Regions from separate parts of the Mus musculus genome. Here all the other regions are linked to region 2. The links are chromatin contacts, called in public HiChIP or PLAC-seq and promoter capture Hi-C maps. All regions are on one chromosome and are shown on one strand. The core of a region is the stretch at or near the end of the contact, and the rest is flanking DNA. Distances in the headings are between cores, read along the strand shown.

Region 1 (2,945 bases), core at 421-2,920, 1.2 Mb after region 2:
ACAATCGTGTGTAACTCCAGGTCCACAGGATCTGATGCCCTCCTCTGGCCTCTTGGTGCGCATGCACATGGTGCACATGCAGGCAAGATACTTGCACACAGACAATAAAATAATTGATTATTGATATCAATACTATCTTATTGATAGAAGACATCCAGGAAAATGTAGTTCTCAGCACGTGTATCTACCTATATTTCTTTCTCTCTATACAAACACACACACACACACACACACACACACACACACGACAATGGAGCTTGAGGAAAGGAAAATGTTTGGGTGGGGTCTTAGAGTATTAAACACACTGACCAGGGTCTTGCCCTCTTGTCAATGACAACGGAAAGGTTTAGGGGAGACTAGCTGCAGTTAAGGGCTATGTCCAATTGAGTACTCAAAGATTCGGATGTAGAAGACAAGAGGGGTCATCACCAGGCCTTGGGAATTCCTAGAAGCTTGTCTTCCCCTCCTCCAAATCTTGTCTAATTCTCCAAATCTTGAATCTTTAATTCCTGGTTCCACTCTCAATTGGCCCCTACTCTGGTTTAAATTTTAAAAAAAAGGTTCTTGTCATATCTGAACTTGAGGCCGACCTTAGACTCTCACCTCACATACCTTGATCTAATCTTGGCACCCAAACCTGCCCTCTGAACAATTTGCACGTCTTAAGCTTAACTCTCACTTTCATCATCCAACCGAGGCCCAGGCCTCACTCTAGATCTCAATGAACACCTGGAGCAGCAAGCCGCATCCCACAATGCCCCAAACATTCCAGAATTCTGTAGCTGCATTTAGAGTAGCTCACCCCTCCCACACACCCCACTTCGACTCCCAGGTTAGCTTTGATAGTGGTCCTTCCTTTGCCCAAAAGTCCAGAAGGAGCTGCTGTCTCCCATTCTGTCTCAGCCTCAGCCAGCATCTGGTCCAGCTGTAGCTTCCTCTCTCCATCATCCTATCCCACCTCGACCTGTCTCCCATCCAGATCTCTCTCAAGCCCATTTGACACAGTGATGCTCAAGGGACCCGCCCCTGCCCCGCCCCTCACAGGAGCCACGCCCCTTTGGCATTAAGCCGGCCTGTGGCCCTTGCCCCTATTGGAACCCTGACCCCACCTACAGCCCCGCCTGTCCGCCTCGCACCTGCAACTCCTCGAAGGCATCGTCGATGCCAGTGACCTGGTGTTGCTCGTGCAGCGCGGGCTCATCACAGAAGAAGCAGAGCAGTGCGCGGTCCGTGAGGCAGAAGAGCTTGACCTTGTCGTGAGCCTGGCAGGGTCGCGCGGCTCGGCGCGCGTTGAGGATGGCGTCCAGCGGGAAGGCGCTGTAGCGCTCCACGATGTTGGCCAGCTTGAGGCTGGGCGCGAGCGCGGGCTCGGCGAACGTGCGCCGGCACTCCGGGCAGTCGCGGGCGCCCTGAGCCTCCTGCCGCACCCAGTGCTCGGTGATGCAGCGGCGGCAGAAGTAGTGCTCGCAGCCCAGGCTCACCGGGTCCTGGTAGATGCTCAGGCAGATGGAGCACAGCAGCTCGTCCTTGAGGCTGCACGCCATGGCGCCAGGGGCGGCGCGAAGCGGAGCCCGGGAGGCCGGCGGCCGGCGCGGCGCGATTGGGGGCGGTACCCGGGGGCCAGGCCCACGGGGGCACGGGCGACAGGCGCCGGGGAGCGCGGGGGGAGCTGTCTGCGACGCCGGAGGCGCGAGGGCTCGGTGCCGAGTGGGTGCCACCCGGGATGCGAGCACCGGAGCTCGGTTTCGAGGTCCTAGGTGGCCACCAGCGATGGGCGCTGGAGGAGAGAGGCCGAGGGCGTCCCAAGGAAGGGGCTCCAGGCGAGGAGGATCTAGAGGACCAGACACTCCCAAGGGATAGATGCTGCGAGGAGGAGATCCCGAAGAGGGGCGGAATCCCGGGACCCGAAAAGCTTTGAGAGGGGGTCGAGCTGGGGATGGGGAATTCTGCGGGACAGAGCAGCCAGACCCAGCCGCACCGCGGCTTTGCCCGGCAGAGCAGAGGAGGGGTGCCGGCCCACTCAGCTGCCCGACCCTGGCCGCAGATCCCGGCCCCGCGCGGCCCCTTACCCGCACCAGCTCAGCGGCCACCGCTTCGGTCCAGCGCAGCCTCTCAACCCGGAACCAGCCGAGCCGAACTGCCCGGCGCCCAGGCTCCCTCTCCGCCCCCGCGGGCGGGACCCGAGCCGCTCCGCCCCCGCGGCGGGCGGGGGGAGGGGAGGGGCCTCCAGACCCCGCCTCGCTGCCACTGTGCTCCTGACCCCCAGGGACGGGAAAAACAGCTGTTTCTTCTGGGTCTGCACAGCTGTCAGGTTTGTTTAGGGTCCTGGCGGCAGGGGGCGAGAGGACAGCTAATGAAGAAAAAGTGAGAAGATAGCACCTAAGGAACATCTCTCCGGATGATCAATTTGAAGAACTAAGGGCAATAATAACTGAGTATTAAGACAAGACGGTGCTCTGTAGTCTGCATAGAATATATAATGTTTGCATAGATTGTAGTGATAAAATTAGAGACTTGCCCTGTTGGCATGGGCTAAGTTCAAAGTCGCCATTCTCCTAAACCTTTAGGTTCTATTTCCTCTTCCCTTTCTAAGGAGGGCTCTTAGTAGAAGATTGTGGAGAGAACCCTGCCTAACGTCTAGCTCAAAGGTTCTTTCCATTCATCGGATGTTTCTGCATTGCTGTGTGAGCATGTGTGTGAGTGTGTGTGTGTGTGTGTGTGTGTGTGTGTATAAGAAGTTGGAGTAAGAAAAAAAGTATAATGGGAGACCTTGTCATCTCTGCCAGATGGAGGGGAGGAAAGGGATTTCTAAGAAGGTGAAAGAGAGAGACAGACAGACAGAGAGACAGACAGAGACAGGGAGAACAGAAGCATGAGTGGGGGGGGGCACATGGAGACCTGCATGCTGTTCTGTTCTGTTCTGTTCTGTTGAGAGTGGGATAAGG
Region 2 (2,700 bases), core at 16-2,515:
ACATGATAGAGAAAAAAATAATTCCTGTGCATGTGCACATGTGTAGCCGCCCTCTCCCCACCCCCAACACACACACAAAGTAAATGTAAGAAATGCTATATAAACCACATAGGCCTTTAAATATCTTTTAGTCTGTGACTATGGCCAATCAAAGCTTGGTAATAACCCATTTGACTTTGCATTCCACTTTCCATACATGAGACTAATCTCTTAAACTACTCTGTGATCAGGACGATTATTTTGTCCAAATTATTTCGAAGTGAGGGGCCTGCTTTGAAAACTCCTACAAAGTGATGTTACACTTTACCGTATAGCATAGCATATGCCTACAGGAATCACATCGTTCTTCCTAATAACTCTGTGAGGGGTGGACTCTTACTACTTGGTCCATTTTATGAGAGGAAACTGGATCAGGAAAAAAAAAAAAAAAAAAAAAAGACTTAAAACTAATGCGGCAAAGATCTGGCTCCACTTTTAACTCAAAACTGCATTTGGCACCTCTATGTCACCTAATTCTGGCCACAAAATAAATCACACTGAAATGATGTTCCCGGCTGGTTCAAGGCAGGCTAGAAAGGAAGGAAGAAGCAGTTGCAGACAACCCAAGTTCTGACCTTGGCTCTGCTGCCTAACTACTTGGTAACTTAGATAAACTCCATATCTTCTCTGGGTTTCACTTTTCCTACGTGTGAAAGGACGCTGGACAACCGTGAGGGGTGTAATCTCACTTCTGGTACCTCCTACCACTGATTGTCCCGAGATTATTCGGTCGCAGGACGGTGCTGAGAGAGTCGGGCAACTTGTTTTTATCAAGTTACGCCCAGAAAGACTCCAAGGGAAAAAGAGCTCTAAACGCCTCGAGAGCACAGAGGACTCCGCCCCACGGAGACCTGAGTTAAGCACCCTGGTCCGGTTCAGCCCGGATCAATTCACAGCAAAACCCCCAAAGCCAGTTTTGCGCAATATAAACAACCCCTCGAGTGGTCCTATGTGACGTAAAACGAGCGCGACGGACTGGCCCTCCTGTTTCTCGCTCACACAGAGTCTTGTTGAAGTAAACCTCTGCGTGAAAAGGCTGCGGATCAAGTGGGGAGAAAGAGCCGAGGATGGAGAGTGGTACCGGATCTATAGACAAGCCCAAATATTGACGCAGGGGCCACTACAACTCACCTGTCCGTTTGGATAGCTGGCCATGGCGGTTATGACGTCACACAACTGTGGTAGGCGGAGTTTCCTGCTCCCAATGCCGCTCCTGGTTGGATTTTGGGGCGGGTCCGATTGTGATTGGACGGACAGGCTGTCAATCTTCCGGTCAACAAACGGAAGTCACAGGCGGTGAGCTGGTACCTTACAGAGGGCTGGGTAGGAGTGTCCGGAAGTGTTGTTGACCGTAGTGGCTCGTTTGTTTTTATTTTTCGTGACCTGCAGCGGACCTCGGGCCTGGCCAGCTGTAGTTATCTAATGGGGAGACTTGGTCAGTTGTTTCTGTGGTGGCCATATTATAACCTGGCAAGGCCATATTATAACCTGACGCATATTAGTTACGTCACTGTCGTGATCACTTTACTTCTAACGCCCAGGCGGTTGCCATGGCTACTGAGAACTTAAGCCTTTCCTGGAATGCAGGTGCCATTTAGAACGTGGGTACTAAACAGACCCGTGGACAGTGGAGAAAGGTCAGACCGCCAGAAGAGAAGGAAAATTAAGATGTCACGGTGCTCCTATCTTTATGTATGGGGAAACTGAGGCTCAGAAAGGCAATGACTTAGTTACCTAAACTCACAGTGAGTTCCTCAGCAAAGTACGGCCTAGAACTAGTGTCAGTAGATGACTAGGTCTCAACAAGGAGGTTTTATTCCCTCTGTAGGTCAAATCACAGTTCCTAAGTTACCAACTTTCCTGTACTTGGCTCTTGGGGTTTAGGTTCTAAACTTGGTTGCATGTTTATTTGATTAGTTACATTCCCACGTGGCCGGGCCTGGTGGCACATGCCTTTAGTCTCAGCAGGCAGAAGCAAGCATACATACATAGACAGTTCCAGTCTAGCCATGGCTGCATAATGAGGCTCTGTCTCAAACAACAACAGCAGCAGCAGCAACAACAAAAACTCTCATGTGGACAAGAATTGTGTTTGATTTGCTTATAATTGTATCCCCAGTATCTACAGTGCCAACACTATACTTTTTAAATAAAAAGTCCTGAGCTTTCAATCTAGCCAGGCACTTTCCACAGTCCCACTGCTGATCGTGGTACTGGCCATAGGACAGTCTGCAAAGCACGGTCCTCATCCTTACCTGCAGAGGAAGACAAGTCTGGTGATCCAGTTCCTTCGTGATCTGGCCCAGCCTTACCCACCAGCGCCCCGCTGGCTTATTTCTTTGCTCAGCTTCCCCCTCAGCACTGGCGTTAGTGAGCAGATCCTGTTGTTCGTTTTCTTTTTTAAACAGTTTCTAGCTGTGTGATCTTGAAGAAGTCATTTAACCTCTCTGAGTCACAGTTTTCTGGAATACAACTTAGGAAAATGCTAACTTAAAAATGAACTAGTCACAGCCTCTCACACTCAGGGTTACAACACTCATTCATAAAGACCAATGGCCTCTCACATCTACTCCTCCTGTCCCACCCTCTCTTTAACACCTCCCCCCATGGCTCCCAGCTCATTAGCCACTCCTCTCAGTCCCTCCAGTACTGCCACTGTGT
Region 3 (2,915 bases), core at 94-2,593, 1.7 Mb before region 2:
AAACTCCAGGTCAGCCAAGGCTACTCAACATGTTCTAGGCTAGCTGGGACCATACAGGGAGACCTTAAGAAGGGAAGAAATAATAATAATAAGATGCATGTTGGTAAGCCCAACTTGTCCACTTTTTGTTTGTTTTTGAGGCAGGGTCTCAATATGTAGTTCAGGCTAGCATTACATTCACAATCTTCCTCCCTTAGCAAGTGCTGGGACTACAGGCACACACCATGCGCATCCCCTAAACTGTATTTGAAGATTTTTTTTTAAATTTTTATGTATTTTTACTGTGAGTGTGTATTTTGAGACAAAGGCTCATTATGCAACCCATGTTGGTCTCAAACTCATAACCCTTTTACCTCAGCATCCTGGGATTATGAAACAACTCCTTTTTGCTTGTTTGTTTTGAGACAGGGTCTCTCTCTATAGTCCTGGCTATCCTGGAACTGACTATGTAGACTAGACTGGCCTTGAACTCACAGAGATCTGCGGGCCTCTGCCTCACTAGTGCTGGGATTAACGGCACATGCCATCAAGCTGGGTTTAAACAACTCGTCATAATTAGGCCAAGATGCACACATGGCTTGGTGGAAGGGAACTCGCATGAGAAACAGGTGAATTCCGGCACCTATTCCAATCACTAATTAGCCGTATCATTTTAGACAAGCCCCTCGGCCTCTGTGAAAGGCAAACAATAATCTCCTATTTAAAAACAGGTGTAGAATCTAGGTAGGCTGTCAGACCGTATGTTCAAATTTCTATTCTCACTGGCTGGGTGACTTGGGGCAAATGTTAATTTTAACTTTCTTATGCCTCGCTTTTCTCATCTGAAAAAAAAATGCAATAAATACCCCCAGACTGTTGCTGTGACAAATAGTCGGAAGCATCCACTGAGACAAAGGAGTGACTGCCACAATCTTCAAACCAATATGGGTCAGTAAACTCTGGCACCGGTGCCTCGCGGGTCCTTGGCCGCCGGAAAGCACCGGTGTCGGGTCAGCAAGCACGCCCTGGGGTCTCGGCATCTGTAGGACAGCAGAACCCTCTTCCTCGGACCCTGTCCTCTCCTGGCAGTCCGCCGCCCGCCTCAAAACCCTCCAGGAACCCCAGCTCCCTCCCCGGTGGCGGCGCCGACTCTTACTGGACGACCTTGGCTGGATCCCCATGGTTGCCATAGACCAGCGCCCGCACCCGTGACGGCTCAGAGAGAGCGGAGTAGGAGGATGTGGTCCGGCCGTGGCGGTACCAAGCCTCGAGGAGACCCGCAAGCTGAGGTGCCCGGGCTCGCGCCCCTGTCACTCGCTGGCTGACCAACATGCTGCTTCCAGCACTGGCAGAATCCGGCGCTCTGGACTACGTCATTCGTCCGCGACAGCAAGCCTGAGCCCCGCCCCGCTCGTGACCGCGCCCCCTTCTTTAAAAGAGGCCGCTCGCTCTCTGCCCAGGTATTGGTGTAGGGTTTCTCCCGGACTGGTGTGAGGATTGAGGGTGGGCTACGTAAGGTATTCAGAGACCTGGAGAAGTTGCACAGCTAGCCAAAGCAGCCTACCCATGAAGAGAGTTCAGAACTGGCTTAAAGCTGTGACTGCTGCTTGTCGCGTGGTGTTTCCGGGAAGTCATTTACATTCTGGCCTCAGTATCCCCTTTGCACTCTTTATTGAGATACCACTGTGCCAGACTTTTTAAAGTATCATTTCATCTTCAGTTCCCCCAGAACAACACAAAGACTTTATCAGCCCAGCATCACCACCATCATCAGTTTTTCGAGACAGGTTTCTTTGTGTGTTCCAGGCTGTCCCTCTGTAGACCAGGCTGGCCTCAAATTCAGAGATCCGCTTGCTTCTGCTTCCCAAGTGCTGTGATTAGAGGCATGCTCTACCAAGACTTGGGGACTTCTTTACCCAGAGTTAACATACCAGGAATACCAGGCTCAAATCCTAGCAGCTCTTTCCTAGCTTGGGCAAGTGAGCGCAACTTGGAGCCTATTTCTCATTGATGCCATGAAAATGATATACCTCATTTCAGACGGTTGTGAGGAATGGATAAAACATTAGAAGAAGCCGGGTGGTGGTGGCGCACGCCTTTAATCCCAGCACTTGGGAGGCAGAGGCAGGCGGATTTCTGAGTTCGAGGCCAGCCTGGTCTACAAAGTGAGTTCCAGGACAGTCAGGGCTACACAGAGAAAATCTGTCTTGGGAAGAAAAATAAAAACAAAACATTAGAACAATGTTAAGGAAAAATAAAAACAAAACATTAGAACAATGTTAAGGTTGACAGGATAATACATTGTAAAACCATCAAGCTGTTCAGCTATGAGAGGGGTCCCATGAAGGAAGATGTCGTTTAAAATGCTCACAGCATACAAAGAGATTGGGTGGGAAATGAAAATTCTTTGTAAAAGGTATTAACCTGGAAAGACGCAGGTTCTTAGTTTTGGTGGAAAAGAAACATCAGCATAAATAACCCGTCCGTGGAACATTTGTGTACATGCAAGTGTGCACTGTTGCAGGCTGAAGAAAGGGAGCAAGGAAGTGCTGCAGGAGGCAGTCCTTCCATTCCCAAACTGCGTGCATGGAAATCAGATGAGGTTCCATTTTAGGACTCCTGATTTAGAAACATGGAGAGAGGTACACGATCCAAAGGTATACATTCTTAGACGTTCCCCAGAGTCCGGTGATGTGGTAGCCCAGGAAATAAGTATCAGAGAGCGTTTGAAAGACAAAGATGATTGACCCAAAGCTTGCCGTGGGAAACAAATTTTTCTCTGAGGAGGAGAGCCCACCAAAGCATAGAGATTAAGGTTTTGGGAACTGGACTCAGGCAAATCTAGATTTGCATCCTGGTTCTGCCATTTCCTGGATGTTTGGTTTTGAATTCGTCACTTGGCTTCTCTGTGCCTCTGTTTCCCTCATGGTTAAAAT
Region 4 (2,918 bases), core at 275-2,774, 1.1 Mb after region 2:
GGGAGTCAGATGAGGGTGTGGAATTAGGTGGAGTTCCCACGTGGGTTCTAGGAATTGAACCTGGTCCTTCGAAAGAGCAACAAGTGCTCTTAACCTCTGAGCCATCTCTCCAACCCTACCAAGGGTTTTCTTAAAATTTGTAATTTTTTTTCTTGTTTTTTTGAGACAGGATTTCTCTGTGTAGCTCTGGTAGTAGATCTCTGTGTAGAATAGGCTGGCTTCGAACTAAGAGATTTGCTGGGATTAAAGCTATGGGCCACCATGCCTGGCTTAAAACTTGTAAACTCTTTTTTTTTTTTTTTTTTTTTTTCCGAGACAGGGTTTCTCTGTATAGCCCTGGCTGTCCTGGAACTCACTTTGTAGACAAGGCTGACCTCGAACTCAGAAATCCGCCTGCCTCTGCCTCCCAAGTGCTGGGATTAAAGGCGTGCGCCACCACATCCGGCTAAAACTTGCAAACTCTTAACGTAGTATACATAACAGGTACAACAGGGCATTAATCATATGTGTATAACTCAAGGAGCGCGCGCGCGCACACACACACACACACACACACACACACACACACACACCTGTAACCATTACCAAGCACCGGAAAGGTTCCATTCTGTCTCTTCCCAGTCAGCAGCCACATGCGCAGAGACAAGCAGCATTCGGACTTCTACCCGGAGAACTCTTGAATTAGCTTCTGAGCAACACCCTGCGCATGCTAAGCACTCCAAGGAGCCCGGCTCTCAGTCCCTGCCCTTGGAGTGCACAAAGCTGAGATGTTTTATCAGGCAAAAAAAAAAAAAAGGAAAGCAGGTGCGGGTATCTCAGCAACTGATATTAAGGCTCAAGGGAAGGAGGGGAGGGGTCAGACAGAGACAAGGACTGTGAGTCCCATTGCGTTTCGGGGCCAGGGATGGTCCGATAGAGGAAGATATTACACTGGACTCTGATGGATGAACAGGGATTTGTGTATAGAAGAGGAGACATGCTTTGAGTCGAAGCCACATTTCACCAGAGTCTTGTGGATTCTGAGAATGAAGGCATCACCCCGAGCTCGTGAAGCCACAAAAATTCTATTTGAATACATTTTAGCTGGCATTTGAGTTGGGAGTTTAAAATGCCTAGAAGAGGCGATTAAGTAAAAGGTCATATTACAAAATAAGACAGGAGAGGTTTGGGCTCCAAGGGCGGAGCCAGAACTTCACCAGGGGAGGAGCAGGGGGCCATCGACTTCAGCCAGGGACAGAAAAGTTTTCCGGAGTCACTTTTTGAGACGCAGGACGCAGGATCTGCGGCTCAGACCACGTAGACGCCTAGGATTCGAAGGATTTCCCCGCGTGGACCTCCGCGGACATCAGTCAGCCAGCTTGCTTAGCTGCGCAGCTTTGCGGAGCAGCCTCGCAGGGCTGAATGCTTTATGTCCGAATCGACCAATGGGCTGGCGGCACCCGGTTGCCCTGGCTACGGAGCAGGCAGGGGCGGGGCCAGGGCACCGGGGCGGGGCTAGGGCGGGGCTTATATAAGCGAGCGGCGGGCGCAAGGCGGGGCGTGGGGTCGGTGGCTGCTGGGCGCGCGGGGCGCAGGCCGCGGGGCCGGAGCCGGGGGGAGCGAGCGAGCGGAGGCGCCGAGGATCCGATTCACTCGCTGGGGAGACCTATGGGCCGAAGCCGTGTAAATGCGTTTTAAGGCGAGTGCAGGAGATGGCTGGGGGGGAGCCTCGGGGAGCGGGCGTCCTCGGCTTTGGGCGCTGACCCTTCCCCCGGCCCCCCTTGCCTCCTCTCAGCAGGGGCCTCGGCTCCGCAATTGCCACTCCTCCTCGGGGTGTTGCACAAGTTTCGAGGTCACCGGCGACCCCCCCTAGCAGCGCGCCTGGCTCTGGCCCCCGCGAAGGAGGACGGGGCTTGGTAAGGAGGCCTGGGGTTGGGGTGCGGGACCCCCGCCCTGCACTTGAGAGAGCCGTCCCGCGGACAGAACCCACCCGTGGCTCATAGAGCATTCTTAGTGTGTCAGGACCAACCTTTTATAAATGGGGAAACTGACCCAAGGTCATGAAGCAGAGAGCCGACTCGAACTCAAGCTCACGGGTTTTGTTTTTTTTTTTTTTGGCCCTTTAGGTAGGTGTAGTCTGGACTGGAGAAATCCTTCAATTGGAAGGAGACTTCCCCAACTAGGTTTCTCAGATCTGTCCCCACATTTTTTTTCTTCCAATTTCAAATTTCAGAACTGGAAAAGAACTCCAAACCAATCCCATTTAACAGATGGGGGTAATTGAGGCTCTAGCAGACATAACTTCACCATTCCCAGCGAACCTCGGCTTCTCAGGCTTGGGCAAGGGCACAGAACATGACTGGGCAGGGACCGTAGGCCTGGGGAGGTGAGGGATGCAGCCTGTTCCCCAGCGGTTTCCTCCATCTCCCTCTCCCCACAGTGTGTTGCATACTTTCTAAGGCGGTGGCCAAGGCAGCCAGCGGTGCTCCAAGGCAGCGGTTTCCTCCAGCCCCTGGGCTCCTCCTGCTCAGCATGGCTGGCTATCTGAGTGAATCGGACTTTGTGATGGTGGAGGAGGGCTTCAGCACCCGGGATCTGCTGGAGGAGCTCACTCTGGGGGCCTCCCAGGCCACCTCGGTGAGGGGATGGAAATGGGTGTGGGTTGGTTGCCTGTCCTCTTCTCTGTAGGAGACCTCCCATTCTCTCGGTATTGGTATTTGTTTACTTGATATTTACTAGATTGTCCCCTTTATCTCCAATTCTTGGTCCTTGCCCCCACATCTGCCCTCCCTGTGTTTCCTGACTTGAGAAAAGAACAGTATCTCCACCTTCACGGTCTCCCCAGCACTCCAGGTGGGAACTTCGGAGTACCTGCCTTTTGCGCTCTCCCCTTCTACACTCAGGCATACCCAGCTCCAGGAACTTCACGGGAGAACCTC

What was found. Promoter capture Hi-C pulls out the DNA fragments that hold promoters and counts their contacts. HiChIP or PLAC-seq counts read pairs in DNA pulled down with a chosen protein or histone mark. Capture Hi-C pulls out chosen DNA fragments and counts their contacts.
Region 1: a contact with region 2 is called in a promoter capture Hi-C map of liver, with 2.1 times the contacts expected there. The contact joins the promoter of Trim62 here to the promoter of Pef1 in region 2. A contact is called at or near these places in 2 of 39 promoter capture datasets (both in liver), 1 of 115 datasets of contacts at active chromatin or transcription factors (regulatory T cells) and 1 of 9 other capture datasets (liver).
Region 3: a promoter capture Hi-C map of pre-B cells shows a contact between it and region 2, with 5 times the contacts expected there. The contact joins the promoter of Mecr here to the promoter of Pef1 in region 2. A contact is called at or near these places in 4 of 39 promoter capture datasets (the C10 cell line, liver and pre-B cells) and 1 of 484 Hi-C or Micro-C datasets (CD4 T cells).
Region 4: a contact with region 2 is called in an H3K27ac HiChIP or PLAC-seq map of double positive thymocytes, with 4 times the contacts expected there. The contact joins the promoter of Azin2 here to the promoter of Pef1 in region 2. A contact is called at or near these places in 2 of 39 promoter capture datasets (liver and pre-B cells) and 2 of 115 datasets of contacts at active chromatin or transcription factors (double positive thymocytes and thymic regulatory T cells).

The regions. Positions count from the first base shown.
Region 1 is chr4:128,882,769-128,885,713 of GRCm38.p6, reverse strand. It overlaps Trim62 (tripartite motif-containing 62), which reads right to left and starts at 1,670. Exons shown (of 5, transcript NM_178110.3): 1 at 1,137-1,670. The coding sequence starts at 1,544.
Region 2 is chr4:130,106,121-130,108,820 of GRCm38.p6, reverse strand. It overlaps Pef1 (penta-EF hand domain containing 1), which reads right to left and starts at 1,265. Exons shown (of 5, transcript NM_026441.4): 1 at 1,171-1,265. The coding sequence starts at 1,194. It overlaps Gm40258 (a long non-coding RNA gene), which reads left to right and starts at 703. Exons shown (of 2, transcript XR_868200.3): 1 at 703-1,220.
Region 3 is chr4:131,841,899-131,844,813 of GRCm38.p6, reverse strand. It overlaps Mecr (mitochondrial trans-2-enoyl-CoA reductase), which reads right to left and starts at 1,343. Exons shown (of 10, transcript NM_025297.2): 1 at 1,136-1,343. The coding sequence starts at 1,311.
Region 4 is chr4:128,961,061-128,963,978 of GRCm38.p6, reverse strand. It overlaps Azin2 (antizyme inhibitor 2), which reads left to right and starts at 1,524. Exons shown (of 11, transcript NM_172875.4): 1 at 1,524-1,678; 2 at 1,775-1,895; 3 at 2,420-2,616. The coding sequence starts at 2,512.